Linked DNA regions of Mus musculus: regions 1, 3 and 4 are each linked to region 2. The links are chromatin contacts, called in public Hi-C and HiChIP or PLAC-seq maps. All regions are on one chromosome and are shown on one strand. The core of a region is the stretch at or near the end of the contact, and the rest is flanking DNA. Distances in the headings are between cores, read along the strand shown.

The links. A called contact is a pair of places that touch in the nucleus more often than the background predicts. HiChIP or PLAC-seq counts read pairs in DNA pulled down with a chosen protein or histone mark.
Region 1: a contact with region 2 is called in a Hi-C map of rod photoreceptor, with 2.7 times the contacts expected there. The contact joins the enhancer-like site here to the promoter of Sh3bp4 in region 2. A contact is called at or near these places in 3 of 39 promoter capture datasets (the 3T3-L1 cell line and hippocampal neurons), 2 of 484 Hi-C or Micro-C datasets (embryonic fibroblasts and rod photoreceptor) and 3 of 115 datasets of contacts at active chromatin or transcription factors (astrocytes, embryonic stem cells and pancreatic cancer cells).
Region 3: a contact with region 2 is called in a FOXA1 HiChIP or PLAC-seq map of pancreatic cancer cells. The contact joins the enhancer-like site here to the promoter of Sh3bp4 in region 2. A contact is called at or near these places in 5 of 39 promoter capture datasets (embryonic stem cells, frontonasal cranial neural crest, hippocampal neurons and 2 more), 3 of 484 Hi-C or Micro-C datasets (the C2C12 cell line, muscle stem cells and palatal mesenchyme), 6 of 115 datasets of contacts at active chromatin or transcription factors (astrocytes, embryonic forebrain, forebrain and 3 more) and 1 of 9 other capture datasets (adipose tissue).
Region 4: a contact with region 2 is called in an H3K4me3 HiChIP or PLAC-seq map of embryonic stem cells, with 20 read pairs. The contact joins the enhancer-like site here to the promoter of Sh3bp4 in region 2. A contact is called at or near these places in 11 of 39 promoter capture datasets (the C10 cell line, the SN4741 cell line, cranial neural crest and 7 more), 4 of 484 Hi-C or Micro-C datasets (embryonic stem cells and nephron progenitors), 27 of 115 datasets of contacts at active chromatin or transcription factors (a beta-TC-6 cell line, bone marrow-derived macrophages, craniofacial prominence and 13 more) and 3 of 9 other capture datasets (adipose tissue, embryonic stem cells and pancreatic islet).

The regions. Positions count from the first base shown.
Region 1 is chr1:89,573,242-89,579,989 of GRCm38.p6, forward strand. All of the region lies in intron 1 of Agap1 (ArfGAP with GTPase domain, ankyrin repeat and PH domain 1), which reads left to right. All of the region lies in intron 1 of Gm41914 (a long non-coding RNA gene), which reads right to left. Among named protein-coding and RNA genes, the nearest start is that of Gm41914, 4.3 kb to the right of the region's middle. Within about 2 kb of position 3,975, at least 198 of the 459 cell types and tissues checked have an H3K27ac peak or open chromatin away from gene starts, as enhancers often do. A contact at or near this core is called in astrocytes, embryonic fibroblasts, hippocampal neurons and 2 more, where this site is marked.
Region 2 is chr1:89,067,365-89,074,545 of GRCm38.p6, forward strand. Sh3bp4 (SH3-domain binding protein 4) reads left to right here and starts at 3,051. Exons shown (of 6, transcript NM_133816.3): 1 at 3,051-3,233.
Region 3 is chr1:89,521,170-89,528,956 of GRCm38.p6, forward strand. The region is part of intron 1 of Agap1 (ArfGAP with GTPase domain, ankyrin repeat and PH domain 1); the gene reads left to right. Among named protein-coding and RNA genes, the nearest start is that of Gm41914, 56 kb to the right of the region's middle. Within about 2 kb of position 2,237, at least 28 of the 459 cell types and tissues checked have an H3K27ac peak or open chromatin away from gene starts, as enhancers often do. A contact at or near this core is called in muscle stem cells and pancreatic cancer cells, where this site is marked.
Region 4 is chr1:88,798,105-88,804,894 of GRCm38.p6, forward strand. No RefSeq gene overlaps it. Among named protein-coding and RNA genes, the nearest start is that of Platr5, 47 kb to the left of the region's middle. Within about 2 kb of position 2,542, at least 28 of the 459 cell types and tissues checked have an H3K27ac peak or open chromatin away from gene starts, as enhancers often do. A contact at or near this core is called in embryonic stem cells, extraembryonic endoderm stem cells and trophoblast stem cells, where this site is marked.

The DNA of each region.
Region 1 (6,748 bases), core at 2,725-5,224, 510 kb after region 2:
CCTCACCGAATCTCAGTCACTCTGTCCTGTGCTTTAAGCTAGTCCTGTGTACTGCTAATTCTGTTGTACTTGCATGTGGTCTTGGGGTCTCTGCAGGTACTGGAGTTTATAGATTGAAAGGCCAGCAGAAAGGAGACCTAACTCTGCCTCTGTTGGGAAGGCATCATCCATGCTGGGGCAAGGCGTTCTGCTGGGCAACTGTATTGGGGTTAGCCACCCTCCCGTGAGCAACTTGTGATCCACGATGAGAAAGCCTGACGAACTCATTAGTCCTCCAGGCTGGATTGTGATAGGGCCATTACTTTGGCTTGTCTTCGATGCGCTGAAGAAAGGGGTAGATGTTTCCAGCCCTCTAGGGAAAGAGTTTCTGTGACACTAGGACATACTTCACAGCCAGTGAGGGGTGTGTCCCATTTGTTGATGCCTCTTATTTCTTTTCCTTGGCTGCATGCACACAGCTGATGTGTGGGAAGGCTGGAGGGAGGGAAGATGGGGTGGGAATCCTTCCGCATGCTGTGGTTGTAGCCATGTAGAGTCCTTGGGGAGTCACTCTTAAGTAGGAGCTGCTGTGCTAAGTGTTGCTTGAATTCATTTCTGTAAAGTGATGGCTCATAGATCTGACTTAATGTCTTAAGTCTTCTTCACATAGAACATTTCCATGTGTGGTAGTGAAGCTATTCACAGTGGATGCTCTGTAGAGCATGCTAGAAAACCACAGCTTCTCGCTGGTCCATGTAGGTGGAGATACGGTTTTAGCTGGGGTTGGGACTGTCCTCAGTTGTTCCAGGCTGTGTTGAAAAGCTGTGACTGGGTTTGGGTCCCTCTCTGGCCCTTCTGCAGAAGGCTCTGTTAGCTTCTGTTAGGATGGCGTCTCTGTGGGCAGTGACAGTGTAGGATCCCGAGGCTTTGGAGAAGCTGGTCAGTGCTTGTCTTAGGGTTTTACTGCTGTGCACAGACACCATGACCAAGGCAACTCTTATAACGACAACATTTAATTGGGGCTGGCTTACAGGTCAGAGGTTCAATCCATTAGCATCAAGGCAGGAGCATGGCAGCATCCAGGTAGGCATGGTGCAGGAGGAGCTGAGAGGTCTACATCTTCATCTGAAGGCTGCTAGCAGAATACTGGCTTCCAGGCCTCACCCACAGTGATATACCTACCCCAGCAGGGCCACACCTTCTAATGGTGCCACTCCCTGGGCTGAGCATATATAAACCATCCCAGTGCTGGTCTTTTCCTGACCCCTGTACACCTAACTTGGGGCATCTGTAGATGAAATGAGTGTATTGTTGCCTAGCTGTAAACATCTACAAAATTGCCCCCAGCATTTTATTCATGGCCACAAGACTTGTTCATTCAGTATTTGGTAGATGACCTGTCTATCGTCACAGGATGATGGGTGATCTGATGACCTGCATCTCACTATTGCTGCTCTGTTTTATGGCTGATTCCTGGAAAGAAGGCAGTCTCTCTCACAGAAAGCCCAGCTAGAGCCTCTGGTCACTGTTGACCCATGCAGAGGTGGGAAGCCCAGCTAGAGATGGTGGCTACTGTTCACCCACATAGAGGTGGGAAAGTGTGGCTGGGAGGCACCTCTAGTTTCTGCTCAGTGTAGAGTCTGCACCTTTGGAGCAGATGTGCCCCACCCATGGCAGTCTTGGCCTCGGGTCATTTGCCAACACGTAGAGACATTTTTGCTGATATAGTCAGGAAGGGTATTACTGGGATCAAGTGGGAGGAGGAGAGGCCTGCTGCCTGTAAGGAGGCTCTGTAACAACAGACTGTCCTGCAGAATGTCACAGCAATGAGGGGGCCTGGCCTGGAACCTCTTTCTCTCAGTGTCACCCTGCCATGTACTGTGGGCACTGTTCACTTCCCGCTCTCAGCCCTTGGCACTTGCTTCCTTTTAGCAAACAGCTTCCTACTTCTTTGACCTTCTGCTCTGCAGGTTCCTCCTCTCCTTCCTGCAAGCCTTACTGGTACTCAGGCCAGCTCCATGTACAGACACCACTAGCAGCAGGTGAACAGTTGGCCTCTTGTTGGAAGTCAGTCAGCACCTAGCAGGACTGACAGGTCTCCCTTGCTTGGTGGCTCAGCCTTCTGCAGCTGGAGGATACATGTCCTGGCCACTGCATCATGTAGGGTGTGTATCACCTCCTGTGGAGCTTACCTGACATCAAGGACTCCCTGGGACTGAGCTAGACTATACTCTATACTACCAGGGCACTAAGACTTCTTGTGCTTTCCCCTCACATTGGGGGACCGTTACCCGTTGGTCCTGTCAGTGCTGCTTTCTAGCAGGAGGTAGAGGGCAGCGCTTTGTCCTGGAGTCAAGCCAAATTTGGTTTTGGTAAGTTTCCCTGACCAGACTTCCTTCCTTGTTAGTGTCTAAAATGTGGTAACATTGTCACTGAGGTGACAGCCAGGAACCTCCAGTCACAATGGAAATGCTTACAGAAGCACACTGCCAGCAGGTGTCTGGCCACACACAGTCTCTGGCCTGTTGACAGCCTTGACTTTTGTGGCTGCTCCATGAGGAATGGCACAGGCAGCGTGACGGTCGGTGCTCAGAGGACCTGTGGTCCTGCCTCCTGCTTAGTCAGCATGTCCCTGCCCTGAAGAGGAGTATACACTCCCTTCTTGACTAAGCCATCAGGTTCAGCAGTGCTTTATTCACATTTCTCCCTGTATCTTTGGGGGAGCTGGATATGGGGACTGAACCCAGGGCCTTGCACCTGCTAGACAGCAGACATTCCATTAATGAGCCAAAACCCTATGGCTGTATTTTTGTTTTGAGACAGGGTCTTGCTCAGTTACCTAGAGGAACTTGAACTACTTCTGTGGCCCACAAATGCCTCAAGTTAGCAGTCCCTCCTATCTTAACCTCTCGAGTCTCTGGGATAACAGGCCTGACAAGATTCTATTTGCAACCTTCAGCTTATAAAATACGAAAGCTGGGGTCCCCACATACTGCATCATCCAAGGCTGGGACAGTACACAGAACACAAATCTCAAATCAGAAGTCCTCTGAAACAGCCGTCCTGATGGGATGGAGACTCATGCTGAGAAGATCTGAAGATGACATACAGCATCGCCCTGTCAGGCAGCCAGCTACCAGAAGCTAGCTCCCAAAGCCCAGCAAGAAGTTCTCTGTGGCTCTGGGCATCTGTGCCCAGGGAAGGACCATGCGTTGTGATGTCTGCTGCCAGCAGACAAGCATCTAAGAGACTGTGACCCTGATTACTAGCTATCAAATTGTGTTTTTTGGAAAGTTGGCCTGTGAATCAGGCGATTCCTCTGCTGACTTGCAAAGAGGTTCCTCTAAATAAAGCTTATAGGCTCTAACCAGTACTTGCAAAATCTATTGTTCATGAAAGAGGCATAACTGATGACCTGCTAGAAATGGCACTGGACGTAGGCCTAAGGCTTCTGTAAGCTTAGGGCTGAGGTGGGTGGCCAGCTGCCAAGGTGAGGAATTAGGGGATCAGCAGGGCTATTTGGACCCACTAGACTTTTCTTATTCAGACAATTGAATCCCTGCAGTGCCCAAGCCATGCCCGTGTGCTATTGAAGGATAGAGCAGAGAGATCAAGGACACACTCTGTGTGAGTGTGTTCTAAAATGGTGATATGCTATATGGTATGTATGGGAAATCCAAGATGTGGTCTGGTAGTATCCATTTAGGGACACCCAACAAAATAGTCCAGGAGCACTCAGCAAGCCTTGTGAAGCATTTCCTTTGAGCAGAGGCAGGTCTGGCTTTGTGCTGGGGATTTAGGTTTTGGAGTGACAGGCTCAGGATCCTGTGTCTTCTGAGACTGGGAGAGCCCAAGTCTCCAGGGCTGCGGGGAGAGGCCACACGCTATGACAGGGACATGTAGGCCTTCAGGGGGTGTTTAGGACTGGCTGTGGGGCTCCTGCTTCCTCCTGCTTAGAGTGCAGAGAGAGAGAGAGAGCAGCAGCTTGGCAGGCTGGGTGCTCTGAGTCTCCCTGGGAGACTGTGTGTCATCTGAGGTGGATGGAATGGATTCTTCTACTCTGCAGCTTGCATCCTTGTAGGGTAATGCACAAAACCTGGGATGGATTCCATACCAAGAAAGAATAACGGCAGCGGTTATCAACCTGCCTAATGCTGAGACCCTTTAATACAGAGTCTCAACCTTAAAACTATTTTGTTGCTACTTCATAACTGTATTTTTGCAGCTGTTGTGAGCCATAATGTAAACATCTGTGTTTTCTGATGCTCTCAGGCAACCCCTGTTAAAGGGTCATTTGCTCTCCAAAGGTGTAGTGACCCACAGGTTGAAGACCACTGCTGTAAAGCTGTAAAGGAATTCCAAATCCCCCCCCCCCACACGCACCCTCATTTTGTGAAGTATGCTTCAGGTAATAAGGGACATGTGTCTCCCTTTCTTTACTATGCACTAGATGCTATTAAGGTTCATGGTGGCATTTCCCAGAAGCCTTGTTCATACACACTGAGAGTTAGCCTCCAGCTCCAGTGACCCCAGGGTTGCGGCCCTCTCTTTCCTGTGGGCAGCTCCCATATCTCATCTTGAAGATCTGGGGACCTGGAATTTTCGAGCCACTGTACTGCTGTAAGGCTAGGTTGTGGCCAGGTCCTAGTGGCACTGACTTATTAGATGAGTGGCATGTTGGCTACTGTTGCCACTCTGAGACTTCCTCCACCGTTTCTTTCAGTCCTAAAATTACAAACATCATTTTTATAAGTTTGTGAATTCCTCGAGGCAAGAGAACCCTGTCTTGTCCTTTTGTATGTAGTATAACATACACACACACACACACACACACACAGTCTCTTTATGAATAAATAAGTCCATAGAAAAACAATGAAAATATGTTAATAATACTTCCTGGTTATACCAGGAGTTTAATTTTTAATGGTGCCTAGGCCAGTACTGGTCACGCTTTTCTGCTCTTTGTCGCCAATGAAGCTGCTGAAACAAAAGACGTGAATGCAGACCGGGGCACTGAGAGTCTGACTCCAGTTCCATTCTCACCCAGGAGCTGTGCACTCAGTCATGGAGAACTCAGCCTGAGCTCTGAGCCTCAGCATCCTCCTAACTGGATAGAGGTAGACATTTTAACATGCTTCATGCCTGCCTTCATGCCTTTAGAATAGCTGGTGGCTCTTGAGTTTTATCAGAGAGCTGCTTTATTCAAACAGAGGATGTCATGGCCTTGACCTTTGAATGGTCTGTCTGAAGGACCATTGTAGAGACGAAGAGTTTCAAACAAAATGTCTACCTTGCCCATAACTGATGGTAGGGATCTTGTAGTTGAGGTAGACGTCACCGGTGGTGGCTAGCTATATTTTGAAATCTTTGAAAATGAAATACAGGTTGGAAAGATGACTGAGTGGGAGAAGTACTTGACATACAAACATCAGGGCAGGACTTTGGACTCCCAGGACCCACTTAAATGTCAGGTGGATGTGGTAGCCCACCTATAATCTCAGTACTGAGGAGACAGAGTTTGGGAGATCCATGGAACATGCTGGCTAGCTAGACTAGCCAAATCAAGTTCTTTGTTCCAGTGAGATACCCTACCTTCATGTATAAAACGAGGAGTTGCTGAGAGGAAGGATATTGACCTGGGGCCTTCACGTGCAGATGCACCTCCCCCATATACTCCTACCCGACGTGTGCTTGCCCACAGGCAGGCAATAAGTAAAGGAGTCACGTAGAAGCGTTTCTAATAGTTTGCCATTAAAATCCAGGTGTCATAGACTTCAGTTCCGGGAGACCCGACTCATTCATTCATCCTTCCACCACTGTCACTGGCATGAGCACAACAGACACCTCCTACGTTTTGTGGTGATGAGCTAGAAAGAGACCTTAGAAATGCCTGACCTTCCCAGCCACCTGTACCTTGCCTATGTGTAGCCTCCAGGGTCCCCTGGCCTTTGTAGGCCAAGAGGAGACCCTATCAGCATCTGAGTGGGCCCTGTAAACCGGAAGACGAAGCAGCACATCTGTGATCAGAAGATAGTCTGATGGTCTGGCTTGATGTCTGTATATAAATCCTGTATCACACGGGGGTGGGGATGAACACTTGGGGAGGTGAGCTGGAGTGAAGGGATATGCAACTTTTAAATATTCATGGTGAGTGTGCCTGACACCCCCCCCCCCCCCATGAGGTTCCATGGTGAGGTTCCAGTTGCCTCAAGAGTGCTAATCTAAGTTAGGGAGCCGTTATCTCCATCTTACTGGTGGAGAAACCAGGTGGTCAGGAAGGAGAGGAGACTGGCAAGTTGCTCTTCCTGCTTCTAAGCCTGCTGCTCAGGTAGCAGATTTATATTTTGGAAAACACCATATAAATTACCTTAGAGACCACTGGCGCCAGGGAGTGACTGATTTTGTGTGATCTTTTTTTTAAAATTATTTTTTATTATGTGTATGTACAATGTACCAAGAGAACATACAGGCACATTTGGAGGTCACAAGGGGGCATAGAACTTCTGAAACTGGAGTTAGAGCTGGTTGTGAATCCCTACGTGGGTTGTAGGAACACAGTGCTCTTAGCTGCTGAGCCATCTCTCCAGATCCTCTTGTTTTCGAGGAGTTAGAAGTTACAGGTTCCAAAGAAATCTTTATTATTGTTGAGATCTGGTATCTTCCTTGTGGGTGGGCTGGGATAACTGGACGTGTAAGATCAAACTAGCCTTAAATTCAACCATCCTCCTGCCCCAGCCTCGTGGGGGTGCTTTTCCAGCAGGTCCTTTGA
Region 2 (7,181 bases), core at 1,801-4,300:
ATGGATCCCAGGCTGACCTAGAGCCCAATCTGTAAGAGAAGCTGTCCTTGACCCTCCTGTCTTTATCTTCCAATGGACAGACCTATAGGTGTGTGACACTGTGCCTAGCTCTTGGAATTCTTTAATCCACCAGATCACCAAGCACCGTTCTTTTGCTGAAAACCCCAAGTGACTGACTGGGTTATTGCCATCCCATTTGCACCAGGAATGCTCGCTGAATACTTGAACGCGGTGACTGCTTGGGGTGGCTCATTTTCTCCTTTCTCCTGACTTAGCAAACTTTACAAAAGAGCAAGCCATAAAAACTGGTGGAACCACAAAGCATCGGTTCGTCAGGAAGCATATCTAGAGACCTCGTTCCTTCCAGAACACTCAGAGAATGCTTCACAGATGACTTAACATAAACACAGTGTTCTCCCCCCCAACGCCCCCCCCCCAGTTTAGTTCTTCCAAAGTCAGATCCAACTCATGGCATCCTTTTTCTCTACCTTATTTTGCTTCAAGATCCTGAATTCTATCCACTCCTCGCTCAGGAAGCAAGCTGGCTTGAAGACTATACGGTATTCTATGTCCAGGTGGACAGGGGAGCCCATGCCCTCTGCTCCCCCAGGCAAAGCATCATGTTATAGTCTGGATTTCTGCCCAGCTCCATACTTTGATGTGTCTCTGACCTTTGTTTCCAGTCACCAAGCATCACCTAGGCCACACTTGGGCTTTCTCATCTTCTTGTTCCTTTGTGAGCATTTTGCTCAGTGCAGCTAAGGAGTCTTTCATGTGCGGGGCCATTTGCAGTGTTTGGGGGACTCATTTTTTTTATACCTTTGATCATTTATAACTCGCTTGTCTTTTTCAATGCTTTATAAGCAGTTCTTCTTTTGAGACAGATTCAGTATAGCAGTAGATCTAAGTTGTCTTTGAATTCATAATCCTCCTGCCTCATTTTAGCAAGTACTAGGATTAAGGTATATGACACCTAACCCAACAGGTCTTTGTTTTTTAAAAGATTTATTTTCATTTTGTGTAAATGAATGTTTGCTTGAATATATGTCTGTGTGCCACTGGTACGCCTGGTGCCGTGAAGGGCAAGGGAAAGTGTCAGATGCCCTGGAACTCCAGTTAGAGATGGTTGTGGGAGCTAGGAACCGAAGCGTGGCCCTCTGGAAGAGCAACCAGTGCTTAACCTCTGATCCATCTTTCCATTCTCCAAGACAGGGTCTCACACATCCCAGGCTGATCTTGAATTCACTATGTAGGGGAGTATGACCTTCAACTTTTGATCCTTCTGCATCCACCTTCCTTGAATCCCCCTTGAATCTCTTGAGTGTGGGCTTGAGTGACTACATCCCCATTTCTTGGCGCTGAGGATGGGACCCATGGCTTTGTGCATGTTTGGCAAGCACTCTACCAACTCTAGCTATAACCCCAGCCCACGTTCATGCATATTCTCCCTCTCCCTCTTTCTGACATGGTTTAGACAGGAGACATTCGGAGTCACGGCAGTACAAATAGCTAATATTTAGTGATGGCTACTTTGTGCTAGGCATTCTGCTGAGGCTTATGCTCTGTATTTAATTTTCATACTCAGAGGCAAGTGACTCACACAGAGGCCTAGAGATCCCAGCACAGCAGGCTGGCTCCTGACACGCCCTCCAGTCTGGATGCTTTTGTCTCCTCCACCCCCACCCCCTCCAACCATGTAAGTCACTTGCACCTTCAGGAGACTGCTTCTTTTAAGGTCGACAGCTACACTTAAGGAGTAATTGTACTCGTTTCCATGTTCTAAGAGAATATGAAATTCTACCCTCTTAGCCTTAGGTTGACCAGTATGTCTACCTGACTCCACTAGGACTACATCTAGAGCGGGGTGGGGGTGGGGGTGGGGGAAGGCGGGCAGCCCGAGTGCAAGGGTGGAGTGGAAGGGGAGCATAAAGAACACGGGAGATAGAAAACTGGCTAGTATTCCGACTCTGAAGCCCTCTCCCATGTGATCTTGCCGAATATGATAATCTGTGTTAACGTCTGAAGTCACTTAGAAAATATAAATGGTATCTGTCGCCAGCGATGATAGTGAAGATGGACTCAGTGGGCTGCTGGATTTGGATCTGTGGCAACATTGAAGACATGATTGCCACTGGTTCCAAGTGGAAGCCTTCATTCCCTGGCCTCACCACCACAGCAGTCAAAGGCTGGTTCGACCTCACTGAGGCAATCAACCCCTACAGGCCTCTGTCTACTCCCGTGAGAGATGACTCATGAGCTTGGGCTTTTGCTCCGCTGCCTCGCAGTGTGTTCATTCACTGAGCTCGCATCGAGCGTCTACTTCTGTATGTGAGTCTGGGCAGAGGAAGTGTAACTATGCTGACATGTATTCAGTTGCAATCTGCCTCGCAGGCAGCTCTCCTCCACTTGTAGTTGTTCCCTAAGCTGAGTTTTGTTTGTTTTTTCTCGGTTTTACTGCTTAACCACTCCCGGGGGATCAGAGGCTTCCCCAAAACAGAGCACCGGAGGTCTCCATCATCTTTGCTCATTTCTGGGTCCAGGGGTAAAGATCCCGAGGCCCTAACCCCACTCTCTTAACTGGCGCTGTTAAGGAAGGAGACAAGGAGTGTTGGCGGGAATCGCGCCGGAGCACTGGAGGCGCCAGTAAGCCAAGCCGCTTCTTTAAGTAAATCAGCGGCTCAGTCGGCCCCGCCCCTCCGGGACATCCCGCCCCCTTCATCCAGGCCCCGCCTTTACTAAGAACTGCCCTCCCCCAGCTCGAGGCACAGCCCCTACTTGCTCCAACCTCATATTGACCACGCTCATTTGAGCACACCCCGCCCACTTTTGCCCCAGTATCGTCTAGGCCCCGCCTCTCCGACAAAGACTCCGCCTTGAGAGTGCGATTCCGCCCCCGGTCCCTACGCCCCAGCCTGAGCTTGACCCGCCTCTTCCTCGCTCCGCCCCCAGCTTTGGCCCCGCCCCTCCCGCGGTCTCTGCTTGCGCTCCGCCCTCCTGGAGCCCGCTGTTTGCGCCCCGGCCCCGCCCGCGCTCGCGCCCCGCCCCGGCCCAGACCACCTCTGCGCCCGCTGGCGGGGGCCGAGCGCTCTGGGCTGTCGCGGCGTCTGGGCACCTCACCACCTCTGCTGCCTCGATCGCTGAGGCCGCGGTACCGGGAGTCGCGCGCGCCCCCGGCCGGGTGAGCCCCACAGGACAAGAGAACCGCAGGACCCGTGGGGCGCCATGCGAGCCAGGTAGGAGCCTAGGGTCGGACGGCGCACCCTATCCCCGCGCGCGCTGTGGCTTTGGGCAGCATCCCGGGCTCTGGGGCGCGGCTAGCCTGGAGCAGCTCCGAGCCCCTTGAGCTCCCGGTTCCCTGCCCTCTGTGGTCACAGCCCGACCTGGGCTGCGGATCGTGGTCGCTAGGGCCCGGGGCGCGGGGAGGGCGGAGGGGGTCGCGGCGCCACCCGCGCGGTTCTGAGAAGGAGCGAAGAGAGCGCGGCTTTGGGTTAAACTTGGTGACAATGCACATTTCAACTTCTTCGGAGAGCCCTCCTGGAGGATGAAATTGAAAACTCCAGTTTCTGTCTTGGTGATCGAGTGACCGCGCAGCCCCGAGGTGACAGCGCTGGGGTGTGCGGGTGGGAGCGGTTAGGATAGAGGAGCGTTGTTCTGCAAGTGCTGTTTACCGTGAAGCCGCCCTGCGCCGCCCAGTGTGTCTTGTTAGAGGGTTTGGGGGCCAGGAGGCTCCCAGCTGGGATCTGGCGTTGTAGTATGCAGGTTTGGGGGGCTTAGCGGTGCGGACTGTGGGGCTGGCTGGCGCTGGCCCTTCCCGGGTGTGGGGCGCCTGCAGATGCCGCGCGGGAGGAGTGGCGGAGAGCTGGCTGGCCGCTCTGCGTGCGCAGAAGGTTGTGGAGCCTCGTGGAGCTATGAGATTTGAAAGGGAATACCATGCTGGGCTTTATTCGTGTTTATTCTTCCCTTGTTAGTGCATCAGATTGGTGTTCTGTGATTTAGCAGCAGAAATAAAGTTCGTATAACTTTTGCTCTGATTATAAAAGCAATGAGTGTCCAGAGCGGAAATAAACACGAGATCTACGCCGATCCCACATTCGTTGGGGGTGGGGGGTGGGGATGTCGCAGCCTTGTAGATTTAATCATTGAATTATACCTGGCGCCTTCTTGCCTAACCTCAAGAAAACCCTTGCTTGAAACCCTTGATTGTCTCGTGCCCAAAGTTTGGAATTTTTGACCTGCCTTACCACAAAGGCTGTTTCTGATAGTTATGAGTACCCTTTTGATGTACTGGGGTTTCCCATGAGATGGTGGGTACAGATGGAGAGAATGGTGGTGGGAGGGCCGAAACCTCAGCCCAGTCCGTGGTTTTGGTACCGAGCCTTGTAAAAATGACAGTAATGATTCTCAATCTGCTTCCTGGGCCAACCATAAAAATTAATGGGTGGTTTGCAGAGCGTTTTTGGCATCCTTAGATGGACAGCGGCTGTATTTCAATGTGCTGGGGAGCATTTAGCTGTTACACAGTGTCATCTAGGTAGCTAGGTAAAACAAGCTACCTAGAGCTTCGCTACCCTGCCCAGGAAGCAAGATCTAGGCAGGCCCTAGGGATCCCAGAGCACACTCCTATTCTCCTGTTGGTGCTGGCTAAGTCCTTCAAAGTGAGAGGCTTGGAAGTAACTGGTCTTCTCAAGGATCCTTTCTGCAGCATCTTTTGGACTTGGGGGAGGGGGTTGTCCCAAAGTCAGGGGGCATTGGTGCCTGGTATATGCAAAGCTGTAGAATGTCCTGTAAATGCCTGCCCAGGTCACCCTCCAAGAGAGAACAGTTGGTCCTGGGAGGACACATGAAGTGAACAACCTGGTTTCCCAGCAATTTGTTTTATGTCTCACGTGTTTACCGACTGAACAATGACCGGCTCGGAGGCTGGCTGCAGAAATGCCAGCAAGGCCTCTGTGGACTTTCCTTTTTTTCCTGTTGTCCCCAGGTCCTGGCACCAGGCTTTAATGTTCTTACAGAACAATTAATAGGGACCCAGACCGAGAGGTGAGGCACAGGCTGCCTTTTGTCCTCACCCTGTCTCCCGGCAGGAGCTGGGCTGGACGATTTTCTTCGCGTTACTGGTGACCCTTTGATAGTTTCGGTTTTTTAATTGTTATCCCCACCAGCACTTTGATAAGGCCTGAGTCTAGTTGCAGATGTGAGCTCAGACAGGGCCTTGGAAGGGCCTGAAAGCTGGCTGGATACATTGTTGATGAGGCACCCTTCACTCTGGTTGTTGATCACACGGAAGTTGTGTTGCTAATTTTTTGGTTAGAGGTAGAAAGGGCTGGGGGTGGGAGGGGTCTTCCTAGTATTTCTCCTTTGCTGTTTGCTAATCCAGCAGCAGGCTGGAATTATTCCCCTTCCGGCTGTTTGCATAGACTTTCTTTCTATTCTAATGTTGATTTTAATCTGATAATGAGATGGGAGAATGAATGATGAATGGGGTTTACACCCTCGATTCGATTTCTGGGAGGCCTCTTGGGTTTGATTCCTCTGTTCCCAGCCAATTAAGAGCCTTTTGCTCTCTGAAACTGAATGGTGTGTGTGTGTGTGTGTGTGTGTGTGTGTGTGTGTGTGTGTGTGTGTGTGTGTGTATGTGTGTGTGTATGTATGTGTGTGTGTGTGTGTGTGTGTGTGTGTTTGCCTGTTTGCTTGCGCCTCCTGGGAGAGAAGGCTATTGGTGTCTCTCTGAGAGCCCATGACTTGGAGGAGGCCAGAGCCACTGTGTTCCTAACTTGCAATCCTGGCTCCGGGCACAGCATCTTAACTCCCAGTTGGAATCATATTCAGTAAGTGGACAGCTTTGTGGCTTCCTATGGCTTTGTTATTTTCAGGGTTGACACCTGTGTGAGATCGTTTTACCCTCTTTCTCCGGAGACTTGGAATCAGGTCCCTGGGACATTTCCCAGGACCCTAGAGATAAAGCACCAAGATTTCTTTGTCCCAAGGTTACTATCTGACGGCCAGGAATGGGGATAACCAGCAGATAGCTTTGTTAACCACCAGTGCACTGGCTGCTGCATTTGCCGCCCCATTTCCAGCACAGCTTCTAGTGGTTTTGTCTAGGTCCTGGCTGTAGAGAAACTTTGCACAACGCAAGCCCTACGGCTGCCCCTCTTTGGAGAAGTGACAGGAAAATTATTGACCAAAACCCAGGACACCCAGGGAACAATGCATCCACATTCAGTGTCCTCCAAGAGGCCTTGGCCAGCTACTCAGTAGGCCCCAGGGCATCTGCATTGCATAACTTCACACCCCAGGCATGGAGGCCAGCTCCTGGGAGAAGATGTGAGTCTCCAGAGGGCAGAGATTGCACAGTGCTTCAGAAATGAAGGAGCTAAGGCTGAGTTTTAAGGAGGAAGAGGAGACCATCCTATATGGAAGAACGTCTTTAGTTGTCTCCAAACCTTCAGTTGTCAGCATGCTATGGAGCACTGCTATCCATCTGATGGATGGGTAAGACAACTAGACATCTGCTGTGTAACAGTTTTCTCCATTGCATCCTGTGGGGAAGCTCCTTAAACAGTTAGGTGAGCAACTTAAAATAGCTTCAGGAAGTCCCTGAAACTGACCAGACTCACTAGGTCCCTTTCAAAGGAAGCAATAAAAGCTGAGAGTCACTCTCAGGCTAGCTAAACTGCAAAAAGGACTCAGAAATCAGATCAGCTTCCTGGAAGAGGCAGAGACAAATTGAGTTACCTAGAAAGGACATTCTCCAACCTGTTGAACTGCCTGAAGGCTATGCAGTGTGCTTCCAATTCCCAGCTCTTGTGAGCTGTCACCCATGCTCTGGTGACTCGGCTGTCTTGAGTCATTTTAGCTTCGGTAATTAAGCCCAATAAAACTCATTGGTTCACCAGCTTGGATTTTCGGTGTTGGCATTCGTACTTTGGTCTATCGAGGGCTCCCTTCTGGGGTGAATAGACGTGTATATTGTCTCCCCAGGACAAGCCTTTTCACACAGCATCACTCCTATGACACTTTCTGTATCGTTGGAATCTTCCTGTATGCACTTCAGGGAGTCTTGTTGACAGGAAAGCTGGCCGACTTCTGCTTGCTCTTCCACCTCGATAGGTTGATGCATGCTTGAGGCAGGATTTGAACTTGGACCAATGCATTCCAGAGCCTCTCCACCCCCATTC
Region 3 (7,787 bases), core at 987-3,486, 450 kb after region 2:
GAGCACTTCTAGACACATTGGGTGAGCTCTTTGGCTGTCTTTTGGACATTTAATCTCAGAAACCTGTTTCCTCTTGTCGGCTAGATTAATCCTACTGTGTGTAGGAGGCCCAGCCGTGAGGCCTGAGGTCTGTGAGGTTGCCAAGGAGACCTGTACACTGGGAACCTCATGGAGAGGCTGGAGGACAGACTGGACTGCTGCTTCTCAAGTGCAAGGCACAGCTGATGTTGACCTCTGATGGACTCTGCAGTCTGTGAGTCCCAAGCCTGTGCAGGTTGAGGTTTCTGTGCTGTAAGCAGCCTATCCTGAGCTCCGGCCTCACAGCCCTTCCTATGTGTGCCGGGAGCAGGAGGCTGGCCAGGACGCTGTACGAAGCAGTTTTGATGTGTGAGCAAACTGACCACTTGGAGGTGTGGCACATTCTCTCATCAGACCACATGCCCTAGGGAGAGGTCCTCGGATCCCTTCAGGGAATTCCGTCTCAGCTGTTGTGGGCTGGGGATCAGCAGCTTTCTCTGGGCTCCTGTTGTCATTCACTTACTGTGCATACCCATGAGTGGACAGCTCGAGAAAATCCCCGAGCTGGATTCAGAACAACCAGGGCCCGGACATGAGGTCCACGCTGCGTTTACTTGCCCCGCTCGGCCTGTAGTTGATCCTTGTGCTGGCGAAACTGGAAAGGCTCACTAAATCCTTGCTTGCTTGGAAAAGCCAGTGGCTTGAAATGAATAATTTTGAGCCATTAGTAGAGAAAACACATTACCTGTATATAAACCTGACAGTAACAGAATCACTTCTGTCTCCCTTGTTAACCGAGCTTGCTAACCTGCTGCCTGCTTTGTATATTCGCAAAGCCTCCTGGGTGGAAAAGGAGAATCCAGTGGAAGGGTGAAAGATCCTTGCTTGAGCTCCAGACAGCTGGTGAGTGAAAGGCAGCCAGAGACACAGCTGTCCTTGAGTTGCGCTTCTGCCAAGTCAAAATAACAGGTATGGGGTTGAGATTCCGAGCTCAGCCTGTGCAGTGCCTGCTGTGTGCTAGGCCTTCTTGAAAGGGCGAAACACACCCTTTTGTTTTCAGTCCTTGCCGTGGAGCGCTGTCCTCTGAGCACAGTGTGGGTGTCACGGGAACAGCCGTGGCTACGTGCGAGAGACTCTCAAGCCATGACTCCTTGACAGGCGGCGTTCCCTCAGAGTAGGAGAGGTGTAGGGAGGCTCATTGGACCCTCGGCTGAGCTCAGTCACACTCTTTTGCACTTACTGGCCAGTTATATGTTAATTCTGGCTAAATTGCACGTGGTCTGGGTGAAGTACTGTAGACGGTGGAATGTTAACTGCGAGTAGGACTCCTATACAGCTATGGGGAAGCTGTCATCCATGCTGGGGCCGAGGCTTCCTAGTGGCAGCTGCTCCTGGAGATAACCCCTCTCCCGTGCTTCCCTTAGTTCCCGTTGGGCTACAGTGGAATCTTACTGTGTGGTTTTGTTGTTGGTACCCTGTAAGGGAGAGGGGGTTGAAGACGATGCTCTGTGTCTCCTCGGAGAGAGTTCCCACAATGGCCCTGTAACAATCTATTTTACCGAAGAGCAGCTTTGTAGCTGGGGTTTGTTACTGCAGCCAGCAGCTTGAGGGTCTCTGTGAAGCATGCTGGGGTGTGGTGGGTGGGGTAGAATGAGGTCTGGCTGCTGTGACTCCTTTCCTGTGGGTCTCAGGAATGGAAGTAGAGCCATTTGATGGAGGAGGAACAGTAATTTTCTATGCACAGTTTAGTTCTGCTGATGTTTAATGAGAACTTCAGGGAAGGTGCCCTGGAAAAAGAGAACACTGGGGCTCCACCCCTCATACCTGTCTCTGTGTGGTCTTTAGTCCCTCTCAGGCTTCCTTTCATTCTCCATGATGAGGCACTGGTGTCTCTGACCAATGGCCTCTCCGCATAGCAAGATCTAGGTACAAAATGGTCATTGGATTTTTGTAGACCCTCCAAAGGCCACACCACCAGGAAGCTATGTTCACTGATGTGGGGCTCTGGAATTCTCTTGTTTGGCCAGTCTCTGCATTTCCTTTAGCCCACAGGTTGTCACCAGTGTTTGCTTTAACTTCCTCTTACGGCTATCTCAATTCGAGATTGCCAGCCTGAGCTACAGATCCATCTTGCCACAGATGCCAGCCCACCGCCACAGGCTGACTGCAGAGACTGCAGTGCCCTGCTGCACAGTGCTGGGGAAACTTGTTGCTGAGGGGATGTTTAAAGACTCTTCCAGTGGAGACAGCTCGTAGGCGGCGTGTTTTCCTGGCTCACTCCAGAGTATAGCTGGCCCCTCGGCAGTTGGTATTTCCCAGTGGTCCATCGTCCGCTCCTCTTCTACTGAAGTTCTTTACCTTGGCTTTCCAAGCCTCCTTTCCCTGGGAGGAGTGGCCATGGTCTCTGTGGGAGCAGAAGCCTGGCCTTGGCCCTGACGGTGCTTGGGGCTGTGATGGCTGGGGAGGCAGCGCCTTCCCTCACCAGGCTGAAGACAATTGGGAATAGACACAGGGTGGGCAGAGGCTTCCGAGCCCTAGAGAGGCAGTTTTGTCTTCTGACTGCTGTCAGTTGTGGTCAGAGGAAAGGGGCTTTGAACAGTGGAGTGGGAGTCAGCCGCTTTTTTATCTTTGAGGGTCACTGAGCATCTAGAGTCAGCCATCTCTAGCTGTTAGCCCCTTGTTTACCTGCCCAGCTCTGAGGTGGCTGGCAAGCTATGGGCTACAGCTTCAGTCCTGCATGCTAGCTGAGTGCCTCACCCTGCAGTGGATGGCAGAACTTTTGCAGGCTTGCATGCTGGAATGCACACAGCCAGCTTTTCCTGACCCCTCTGGGTTTGTGGTGAAGGGAGTCATTGAAATGGGTGGGATAATCCACTCTTCTCAGAGGTGGGCTGCTGATGACCTCCACAGGCCTGAGAGTCTAACTTAATAAACAATGGCTTAAAGTCTTACGATGAGTTGTAGTGGTATTAGTGAGGTGTGTTATTGTTTGTTTGTTTGTTTTTGTTTTTCGATCACATTTTACTGCTTTATTTACATATTAAATATTTCTCATGAACTTTGCTTTATAAAACTGACAAAGATTTTTGCCTCATTAAGCAAGCTGTGTTTGCTGACTGTAGCATAAACACATCATCACCATGCAAACAGACATACATTTAAGTGCATATACTGTGAATTTTTGGCTTTTAGGCTTTCAGACTTGTTTATTCAGGTAGTATAAAAAAAGAGATGAGGCACATTCTTAGGGGAATTTTAAGAGTACACATAGGTTAAATTTTTTGTTCTGCGGTAATTGTAGACTCATGCTCAGCAAACAAGGCGATTGAAGCAGCAGGAAGGGAAGGAAGTGAGTAATCTAAGTGGATAGTGGGATCTTAGACTTAGCTTCTTGCTCGCCTATACTGCCCCCTGCTGGCCATGCCAGACTTTGCATTGCGGATGTATACTTAGCAGGAAGGGGATCAGTTGTTTCATACATACACACCATAGGTGATCTCTTTCTGTGATCTTCCTTTCTTTCCCAAGAATAGAAATGACTTTCAGGTCTTCTGTTCTGATATCTTAAATGATATCTTGGTCTCTTCTCTCTGCTCTTCCTACAGCTAACCTCTGGGATTATTTCCTGTCCAGGGTTCCATGAGATTTAACCTTTTTTTTTTTCTTTTTCTGTTTGAAAGAATTGAGAGAGTGATTAGTGCATTGTGAGCTGCTAGTTCTTTTTCATTTTATTTATTTATTTTTGAGGCAGAGTGTCGTCGTCCCCCAACCCCCACCAGGCTAGCCTTGAACTAACTCATGCCCCTGCTTCTGCCTCCTGAGTTCTGGGCTTAAAGGTGTGAACCACTAAGCCAACCTGCTAGTTCTTTATAAAAGATAGAAACATGATTATAAGCTCCTGAGTGGAGGGGTCATTTCCCCCATTGGGGAGCAGTGGGTGGAGTCAGGACCCAGGTCAGCTGACAGGAAGGAGGACCCAGATGAGATAGCTCAGATGTCTCCAGAAAGCAGGAAGACTTGGAGGGGGAACAAAAGGCTTGTAAGGGAGCCTGCGTGGTTACAGCACTAATTTCTGCATGGCCCCGGTTCCCCACTGACTGCAGAAGAGCAGGTATCTTGGGAGGATGTCCCCGCCCACTAGAAATGCTGATAGAACCCCTGTCCAGGATGCAGAGGTTGTCCGTCCAGGAAGGGAGTGAGGTCCAGGTCCCGCCTTCCCCCAGTGGTCACTGTTGTCTGCTCCTGTTCTGACCTGGCTTTGAATCACTCATTTCTTTATTTGTGACCGAAGCGATGCTGTGGACATTTGTTGGTGCTGCTGGTTTTCATATTTTCTATTTGTTCAAAGCATGTGTTTATAATCGCATCAAGTGTATCATTCTCTCTCACTGTCTTCTCCATCTTTTGTCTGCTCCCATCTTCCCCACTCCTGTACCTGCTCCTTCCAAGTAGCTCCCCTCCCACTTTCATGGCGTGTGTGGAGGTGTGGTGTGGTGTGTATAACACCCGTGTTCTGCGTGTGACAGAGAAAAGACAGTATTTGTCTGTCTGGGTCTGGCTTACTTTACTTATTATGACAGTCTCTGGCTCTGTCGGTTTTCTTGCCAACACATACTTTATTTTCTCTTTATGGCTAAATAAAACTCCTGTGTGTGTATGTACCACATTTCACCCGTTCATCTGCTGCCAGACGCTGGGCTGCAGTGAACAGCGATGCGGTAGGCATGAACGAGCAGCATGAACGAGCAGGTGTCCCTGCGGTGTGCTTAGGCCTTTGGGTAGATTCCCAGGTACGGGTGGGTCATGTGATCTTGCCAATTGTTTTAAATTGAAGCCAGGTTTTTGGTTGACTCATTCTCATCAGCCACCAGTAGATGGAGGGAGTGAGACATGCAAACAGAGTGCTGTCCCCACTGCCCGGAGTCTGTGACATCCATCCCTAAAGATGTGTGTTCATATTGTTCCGTGTGGATGTGCCCGAGTGTGTGTAGCTGAAAGAACCCAACGGAATTAGCTGTTGGTAGTAATATGAAGCGGGAAAAGCCATTTATGAAAAGTTTAGTCATCTTTGAAAATTAAGGAAAGTGTATACGTTTGTTTGGTTTGCAAACACTCATTTTTTTGGTAAGTCAGCAGCAGCCAGAGTGGACTGTAGAAATACGGTGGAGAACCACGGGGTTGGTGGTGTACTGCTAAGTACAGTTGTACATCGAGGGTGGGCACCCCTCCTCACCTGGTAGTGGTCTCCAAAGTGGTTGGACAGTGCTTGGGCACACAGTGGAATACTGCAGTCCTGAGGGGACATCATACTTTCAGGGGTCACTGTCTTAATCTGATTTCACGTTAGTGACATGGCAAGCTGGCCATGAATGCTGAGAATCCAACTCTGCCTGAGGTGACTAGACAACTCCAAGGTCAGGGTGCCAGCCAGGACACCTGGGGCTGCAGACCCTTTCCTGTGTTCCTCTGTGTTCTCAGCTGATACATGCTTACACCTGGGTGGGAGGAGCTAGGCAAGCGCAGGAGGTTAAACTTCTTGGAGTCCTTGGAGAGGGTCTGTGGCTCAGACCAGAGCCCTCTGGGCCTTCAGGATCCATGTGCTGAGTCCCGGAGACCTCCTTCCAGGCTGAATTGTGCCCAGCAGATATGAGACACCTAGAATTGTGTCTCTGATGGACTCCAGGCAATGCTTGTTGGTCCGGGTGGGTGCAGAAGGAGCTGGGGTTCCCACTGGTGTACTTGCCAGGCTGGTAGAAGTAGATGCTAGTGTTTCTGATGAGTTTTGAATGGCAGGGTTCTACAGAGAAGGCACCTTGGAGAACATATTCCCTCCTTTCTTATTCCTTAGTCCTAGAGAAGAGATGGATGGTGACTGTCAACTGAGACTCTGGACTGGGTTGTGACACTCCCCATGCTGGGTAGAGGGGAAGTTTTAGGGATTAGGTCATAAAGATGGGGCTGGTTGGCTGGTGACTGTGGTGTTAGCACTGGAGGGGCTGAGGCAGGAGGAACCTTTGAGTTTTGGAGTTTGAGGGGAGCTTGGGCAGCATAGTGAGACCTCCTTTCCAGAGCAAAACTGGCAGAGTAAGGTGAGTGTCCCCACTCTCACTGTGATGCATAGTGAGGACAAAATGCTCTCTAGTTTGAGGCAGTGATATTCCCAACCTGTGGGTCGCAACCCCTTGGGGGATGGCCAAACAAGCCTTTCACAGGGGTTACATATCAGATATCCTGCATCTCAGATATTTATGGTATCATTCATAACAGTAGCAAAATTACAGTTATGAAGTAGCAAGGAAATACTTTTGTGGATTGGGGGTCGCCACAACAGGAGGGACTGTATTCAAGGGTCACTGTATTAATGGTCCCAACCTTGGGTAGTTTGTGAGTCATTGGCTTAAGGGATGGCCTGCCATTGTCCATGGTGTCCTGGATGACACCTGACCTTGGATGTAAGCTTTCAGAACACCTGTGCATGGTCAGGTCACTGAGTCTGTGGCAGCCCGTGCAGACCGAGTCAGCTCTGTGGGGAAGGGATGGGAGTGAGCAGACTCCCGTAGGCCTTGGCCTCAGAGGGCACCTAGATGCCAACGAGGGCCTCAGCACTCATCACTCGCAACGCAGTTCCTGGAGATGCGGGCCTAGGTGACTTCACTCTGGATCAGGACAGCCATGTGCAGGGCCTGATCTCAGGCCACACATGGCGAAACCCTTCAGACCACCCAGCTTCTCTCATCTCCCAGACGCTGTTCTTTTCTGTACTCTGCCCCTTGTCTCCCAGGAGAACGGAAGTCCAGTGCAGTGTGTCCCATTCGGAGTACCTTCTTTCAGCAGCTGGGGAAGTAGCCAGTGTGTGCACATACAGCAGGGCCTCAACTTGCCCCGTCTCACTGCGCCGGGTCATTCATCTTAGACTTGCCAAGCGAGCACAGTGGCCTCAGACGCCCATGCTTACAGAGCTGGTGTAAGCTGGCAGGTGTTTTTGTGGAGCTCCATTGGCCCTCTGGGTGTGTCACAGGTACTGAGTAAGGTGGCTCAGGCAGGTGACCCTGGGTCCTGCAGTCAAATGTCTTGATAACATGTTGCTTCTACTGGACCCAACTGGCAGCATCTTTGCTTTTAATTTTTAATGTTAATTAATTTAAAAAGGTTTTAAAAATTAATCGAGAGCTGAAAACACCTTCAAGACCCCCTCCTAACTCAAGGCTGTAGAGAGCGGCCTGCAGGGTGCTCCTTTGGGCCACACTTCCCTGGTGCTTCCTAGGATAATTAATAGGTCCGGTTTGCTTTCCATGCGTGGCCCATGCAGAACAGAGGACGATCATACAATGCTAAGTTTCAGGGAGTTTGGTGGTAGTGCTCAGAGGACTTGAATTTGGACAGCATGAACCATGGAGTCCCCCAAATGGTATAAGCCATATACTACTGGTCATTATACTTTACATGGCCCCCCAGCAGTGGGTAGGAATATTGGGGGTGTTATCAGATGCAATCACATTGTGCTTTGGGACATCTCAATGCAGCCTGGCGAGTTGGAACTTTTTCCTGGGAGGAGTTCAGAGTTGCTTCTTTCCTCCAGCAAGCAGGGTACTCCCAGCTATGTGGCGAGGTCCAGGGGAGAGGAGAAAGTCACATCGTGGCTCCACTACTGGCAAGCTATAGGAAGCTGCTAGCCTTGGATAAACCTTGAATCCCCAGGGATAGGGTGGAGGAGGTGGGGCGATTATACTTGTTTATAGACAGACCGGAGAGATGGCGTGTGCTTGGTC
Region 4 (6,790 bases), core at 1,292-3,791, 270 kb before region 2:
ACTCTTCTCCCTCTGCCTTAGGGTTTGACAGTTTGAGGAAAGAGGGTGGCTTAGTGACTGGCTCACAGCTGTTGTGTAAATACTTCCTACTCCAGCCTTGGGATGGTTGAGACTGTGCATCAGAAGGGGCCCCACTAGCGGGAGGAAAAAACCCATAAGGCCTTTGTTTAAGCTGCCAGGTTTCTGTCTCAGGTCCGGAGGGTGAGGAAGAAGCCAGCCACTTTGGAAGTTCACCATCTTTACCTAGCTCGAGGTGGGACTCGAACCCACACCTATCAGTCTACCTATCAAGGGATCCGACTTCTAGTCCCTTATTATCACACTGGCACACAGCCCCTGGAGAAACTAGAATCTGTACTCCCTGACCGTGGCCACTCACGGTTGGTTCTAGAAAACTCTATTCCTTTCTCCCAGGGGGTGAGAAGAACACGTCTGCACTGGCCAGAGTGAACTAAAGAAGGTTTTGTGATAATAGCAAAGTCATGGACGTGTGCATATAGATGAAGGCGCCGCACAGAGCAGAGTATCGTGTTCACAGTGGGAGGGTAAGCTCTGGAAGACGCTCTCTCCAGAAGGACGCCTTCTATCACTGAGAGATGCCAGTAGGGACAGCCTTGCTCCCGGATGGGCCGCACCTATGCAGAATTCACAATGAACGCAGTGGAGAAGAGGTTGTACAAGGAGCCTTGAGACATCTCCCATCTAACGTTCCGGGCCTGCCTCTCAAGTCTGTTCGTAACTTCAGAAAGCTCTCAGGCCCCCAAACTCAACGGATCAACGTCAAAACAAATTAAACACAGGAGGCCTCTTGTAAACTATGCCTCTGCCCAGGATGAGCCTGGCTTTTCTTTCCATTATGTAAATTCCATTAACAAAAACTTCTAAAAGGAGAAGCCGTGGGGAGGATTATTAAAGATGAATGATGCTTTCAAAGGCAGGTCAAGGTCTAAATCCCTAAAGCAGGATCTTCTCCACTATGGCCCTCACGGAAGACTCCTAGGAACGTTCCCTTTGGGGGCTTCTCTGAGTTCCTGTTGACTTCAGTGATTAATGGCTTGCCCTTTGAAAAAAGCAACAAAATAAGAAAAACAATAAAACCTCACTACGGAGATAGAGTAGGATCCAGCTGAAGGAGCGCTGCCTCTAATGTAACTCGAACATAAGTAGGAACTAGCTAAGCTTGTCAGCAACTAGAGAGGAAAAGGCTGTACGTCTAATATAAGCTGAGATTAGGTTTGGTGAGAATATATTTCTGTTAATTTGTTGACTAAGATTGCTCCTAATTAGGTCCTGTTCCCAGGACTAAAGAAGGCATCCCTGGCTCACAGCGCATCCGGCTCATTCCCATATAAAAGAACATGCCTTTAGCAGGCCATTCCCAGGGAGCAGCAGGGTCCCAGCCATGGTCCTGTGCTGCTTTGTGTTTATCAGGGAAAGACCTAATTCTGACAGGCAGAGATGCAGGCAGGCAGGCAGGCAGGCGGTCCTGACCCTGGGTAAGAACTACCAGAAAAGAACAATACCGGTTCACTTCAAAAGTAATCGTGACAGTATCTTTGCTGTGTAAATCTTCTACTTGTTGGAACAGCCAGACTCGAAGTCTTTTGTCTCCGCTTAACAGTTTAAAGTCAGGACCTAAAAGAGACTCAAAGAGGATAGCCTGTGTGGAACATTGAGTATTTATAGAAACTGCTAACATTGTCTGTTCATGGCTACTTTCCCTAGGAGGTTAGGCAGAAACAGGCCAGCCTTATTAAAGAGCCATTTCCCTCATCCCCTGGCTGTTCGGAGTGATTCTCATGTGTGTGTGTGTGTGTGTGTGTGTGTGTGTGTGTGTGTGTGGTGGGGTGGGAGAGGGGGTTCTTAACCGACCATCCCCTGTGTGCTTCAGTAGCTGACACTCACGCACCATCTAACGTGTTACCGTGGAGCACATTGTTCATTGTCCCAAGGCACAGTTGGGCCTTGTGTTGTACAGGAGATAAGTTCGGGGCTTTGAGCCATCATTTGTGATTACACGAAGTTCAGAGTTGCCTGACTGGCATTTCTGGAATTGTTGAAGACGAGATTCTTAGGAAGAGTTTGAAAGCCTAAGCATTTTGAGGCAAAATTGCATAATGAGAGAGAGAGAAAAAAAGGACCCACCTATCCTTGCCTTTGTGATTTAAAAACAAACAAAAGACAACAAATAAAAACAAAAAATTGGGCTTGCTGAACATGAAGCCTGCAAGTCACCTGCAGTTTTTTATGGGAGTGACCAAGTTAAGAACAAACACTTCAAGAACAGTGCTATCCACCAAGCATGGTGCTTTCAAATTATCTAAGAATTTGAGAGAGGAGAGTCTCTGCTTTGTAAAGTGTATAATATAGCCTGCCTACGGCAAAGGATGTACTCTATAAATTTATAAAAACAACAGCTCATGAATAAACAATGGACTTAATGCAAGTGCCTCAGGCTAGAGAGTGGATTCCGAGCCAGCCCCACCCTACCCACTCCTCCGCACACTGCAGGAGCAGCCACTTCTGTGCAAAGTCCAGTGTCCTTCAGCTAGAACTTGAAGGGCATTGTGTTTCCCTGGCCTCCGAGGCAAGGGTGTGGTGAAATCTAGTGAGGAGGAGGAAGACACAGGCACTGTTGTCCTGAAGTAACAAAGCAGAACAATAACAGATGTGACTTCTGGGACCCTGCTTTAGTCCCACGGTCAGGTTTAATGGCAGTGTTGACAGGTAGCTGGCTGTCCCTGTGTGTTTAGAGCTCAAAGATACCTCAAGTCAGGGGGACTCAACTGGCTTCCAGGTCTAAGATTTCACAAAAACCGAGTCCTGACTTCTGCTCACTGCTTCCCAGAGCATTGGTCCCACATGCATTTTGAGCCACTGGGAAGGATACTGAAAGTGGAGGGGGCTGGGTCCTTACACAGAGAACTGCTTCCCTTGGTGGACAGCTGCTTCTAGTGCCTTCTCAGGGAAAAGAGAGAAAGGTGATAGGTTAGTTCTTTGCCGCTGGTGAAATGAGCCAATTCAAACCAGATTAGATTAGATCATATTAAAGGCAGGTTTATTGGGAATTGAGGCCAGAGGAGTTGCCATTGGGAGGGATGGGGGACAGAGAAAGAGAGAAAGGGTATGAGCATAGAGAGAAGAGAGAGAGAGGAAAGGAATAGAGACCAACATGTCTGGATTATTATATAGGGAGGAGCCTCTGGGGTGGAAAGTTCAGGGTTGGGGGCAGGGTGTACCAGGTAGGAACTGAGGAATGCTGGGAGAACCTGGAGGCCTAGTCTGCTTTGGTATGTAAGTTATGCACTTCAGTCTCTTGTTCCAGGTCCTGAAACCAAAGGAAGGAAGGAAGGAAGGAAGGAAGGAAGGAAGGAAGGAAGGAAGGAAGGGAGGGAGGGAGGGAGGGAGGGAGGGAGGGAGGGAGGGAGGATCCAAAAGATATCAGTACTCATCCAGGTGTTAGATTAGAGCTAGATTGCTCAGTGAAGTTTTCTAACTTATTCATTCACTTCAAAAAAAATTGTTCACTAGGCAATTTGAGGTGACATTTCTGCTATAACTTTTTTGTTTGTTTTATTTTCCTGAGTTGAGGATAGAACCTCATGGATACTCATGGGTACTCATGGGTGTCATGGGTACTAAGTGAAGACTCTACTAACAGGTCACATCTCAGCCCTCCATCTTTCTTAAGGTGTGCTAACAAGTTGATTCTAATTCATCTTCATACTGAGATGAAATGTGCTAGCCAGCAGATCCCCAAAGCCCTCACCAAAGAAATCAAGATGTCCCAAGACTCGATCCCATGACTTAGGATCCTATCTATGGCTTAAGTCACAGTGGCTGGGTGTCACAGGTGACCTAGAGTCTGTCAGACCAGCACCCAGCAAGTGGCTCAGGAGATGACTTTGTCAACTTCATGGTGATCTGGCAAGCTGTTTGTTAAATTAAATGTAACTATTATTGCAAATAAACTGATGCAAACTTATAGTTAATTAGATTTTACTGAAAGTCAATGTAACTACTCCAAATCCATCTCTTAAGTATTTTAATGCAGTCATGCTTGGCTTCAAGGCTGTTTACAACTATGTTAGCTGCATAATGGAATTTCTGTGTCTCAACATGGAGCACACCCTTCTCCTATCTTTTCTTGTAAAAAATGTATTGTATTGTATTGTATTGTATTGTATTGTATTGTATTGTATTGTATTGTATTGTATTGTACTGTATTGCTTTGTATTGCTTTGTATTGTAATGTATTGTATTGTACTGTATTGTATCGATTATGGGCCTGTGTGTGGGTTTGGCCACATGAGTGCAGTGCCCAGAGAGATCAGAGCTGGATTTACAGTCAGTTGTCAGCTGCCCTCCATTGGTACTGGGATCCAAACTAGGGTCCTCTGCAAGAGCTGCAAGGGCAGTGTGCATGCTCTTAATTACTAAGCCATATCCACAGCCCAGTGATTTAGCCCAGACTGACTTCAAAGTGGAAATCTCCTGGCCTCTACCCTACTGGCACGAGCTACTATAACCATCACTGTCCTTTTGTCTTTGCATTTGATGTTCTTAGTGAACAATATCAGCACTACAAGAGTCAGCTAAGGCTGTAAACCAAAGCTACTCCACCATCACCACCACCCAAAATCTGGTTGCCAAGACACTTACTAGCACACAGCTGTCCCCATTCTTCCTCCAGACAATCACAGCACGGGCTTTGTATTCTGCATTCTGGAGCCACGTCTCCACACTCAGATACTGAACTCCCTCCTGGTACCAGTTCCTACGTAGGATTCGTGTTTCCTTGTAGTCAACTCTACCCTCCCTCCTCTTCTCAGCTGCAGTGCTGCGATCTGTTTCGCTGTCTCCTTCCCCACCCCTCCATGATGGACTGATACCGCTGAAACTGTGAGAAAAATAAGTTCTCTCTTAAGCTCTACGGTCAGGTGTTTGGTCACTAGAAAGCAATCACTTCACCTAGGCTGACAAGACTTTTCTAAACAAAGGCTGAGGCAGAAATGCAAAGTCTGCAACAAGAGAGGAGAAGAACAAACCTGACAAAGACTGAGGGCTGGAGTCCAGTGGCTCTGCAGTGTACCTACCCATGTGTTGTGAATGGGCCTGACCCTATTCTTGTGAACCAATCCCGTAATGAATAAAGGAGCCAATCACTGGGCAAATAGAAGGGACTTCTGGGTTGAAGAGGGGAAGAGAGGAAGCAGGAAGAGTTAGGTCTTTTTGGACGGGGATAGCGTGAGGACAAGATGTAAGTACGAGTGTCTCCCGGTTTCAATGGCGGATCCATCAGGATTCACCACCTGAGGATTTAGATTTAATAAGGCTCACAAGTTAGGATTTTAGTTGGTTCGCCCAGCTGTTGAGTTACCGTTGTTTCTGAATTAACTTTGTGTTGCGTTTTCCTTCATGAGGCCGTTCCACTAGGTTCAAAAGAGAAAGATACCGCGTCAAAGTGTTGGTTTGCTGGATGTGCACCACAAAGGCCATGGGGGATTTGAAGCAGGGTGCTGGCGTGGTAACGACCCACCAGTGGGAACTTAGCGAGCTGAGTGGAGATGTTTTGAGAGCTCTGGGCCAGAGAGTCTCCTTGAGATAAAAACAGGTCAGCTATTACACACCAGTGCATGGTCAGCCAGGCCACTGGGGCAGAGAGCTGCTGGCACAAGCACGGGATGAGCCAATTTGATTTTTAATATTTCCCGCAACACCCATGCAGCCCGGAAACCTGGCAGAGATGGAGTGAGTGCTGGTCATCAGTGAGAGCACAGTGCACACAGTAGCCACATTGCCAGGCATCACAGCAACTCCCCTGAAGCTCTCCGCAACGGCTGGATTCACATGACAGCCCAAGGGTCATCCCAAATGAGGAACTGTTTCCAGAAAAAGATTTTTGTGGAATGACTTTTAAGTCCAAGGGAAGCAACCTAGTTCTCACTTGCACAAGAGGAAGGAGTCTTCATCCCTTTACCCAGTGTTCTCCGTTGCAAAGAAGCCAACAGTTGCAAGAAAACAGGAGACACCCAGGGCTTGTAATGCAAAAGTAGAAGCATTTTGTTGAGATGGGCGGCCAAAGCCTCCAGAAGCAAAATCCAGTCCACTGGGAATCCCAATAATATCGGTCAGATGATAAAGTGGCCCAGGACTCTAGCAAGGGCCAACATACCACAGAGGGAAGAGAGGTTAACAGGTTTGTCCCTAAATGGGAGATGGCCACAGAAATGTGGGGGTTACTTGAAAGCTCTAGAAAGTTTTTGAGAATCATTGTACGAGCTATATCCTTAACTTGTGAGCCCCATGGCTTCTCTGAGCTATAATAACATCTAATCTAGTACCATGGAAGCTTCAAGATGAGCCCCAGCCTATGCTGCCTTCATGATTACAAAGTGTGCATAATTCACAACTTACATTTTCACATCAGTTCAGCAGCTCTCCAGTACAGAGTTAACAATGACCCCATGTCTTGCAGATGTGCATATTTCTTGGGCTCTTCCTAGGCTTCATGTACCAAGTCTACACGCATTCCTTCATGAGCCATCCGTACTTCATAGCTGCTTAAAACTGATGTGGGCTCTTAATGAACACGTGGGCACCATGGGAGCCTGATCCCCCTTTCCCACCTTTCACCCAGATGCCCTGAATTCGTGCCCATTGTCAGCACTGTTGGCACCAGCTCTTGATGGGACAAAGAATGGGTCTGGCACAGTGTCTGAGATGCCCATTATAAATTCCAAAAGAAACCGGAGGTTTCAAATGTCCTCCATTCGTGGATTAGAGCTGT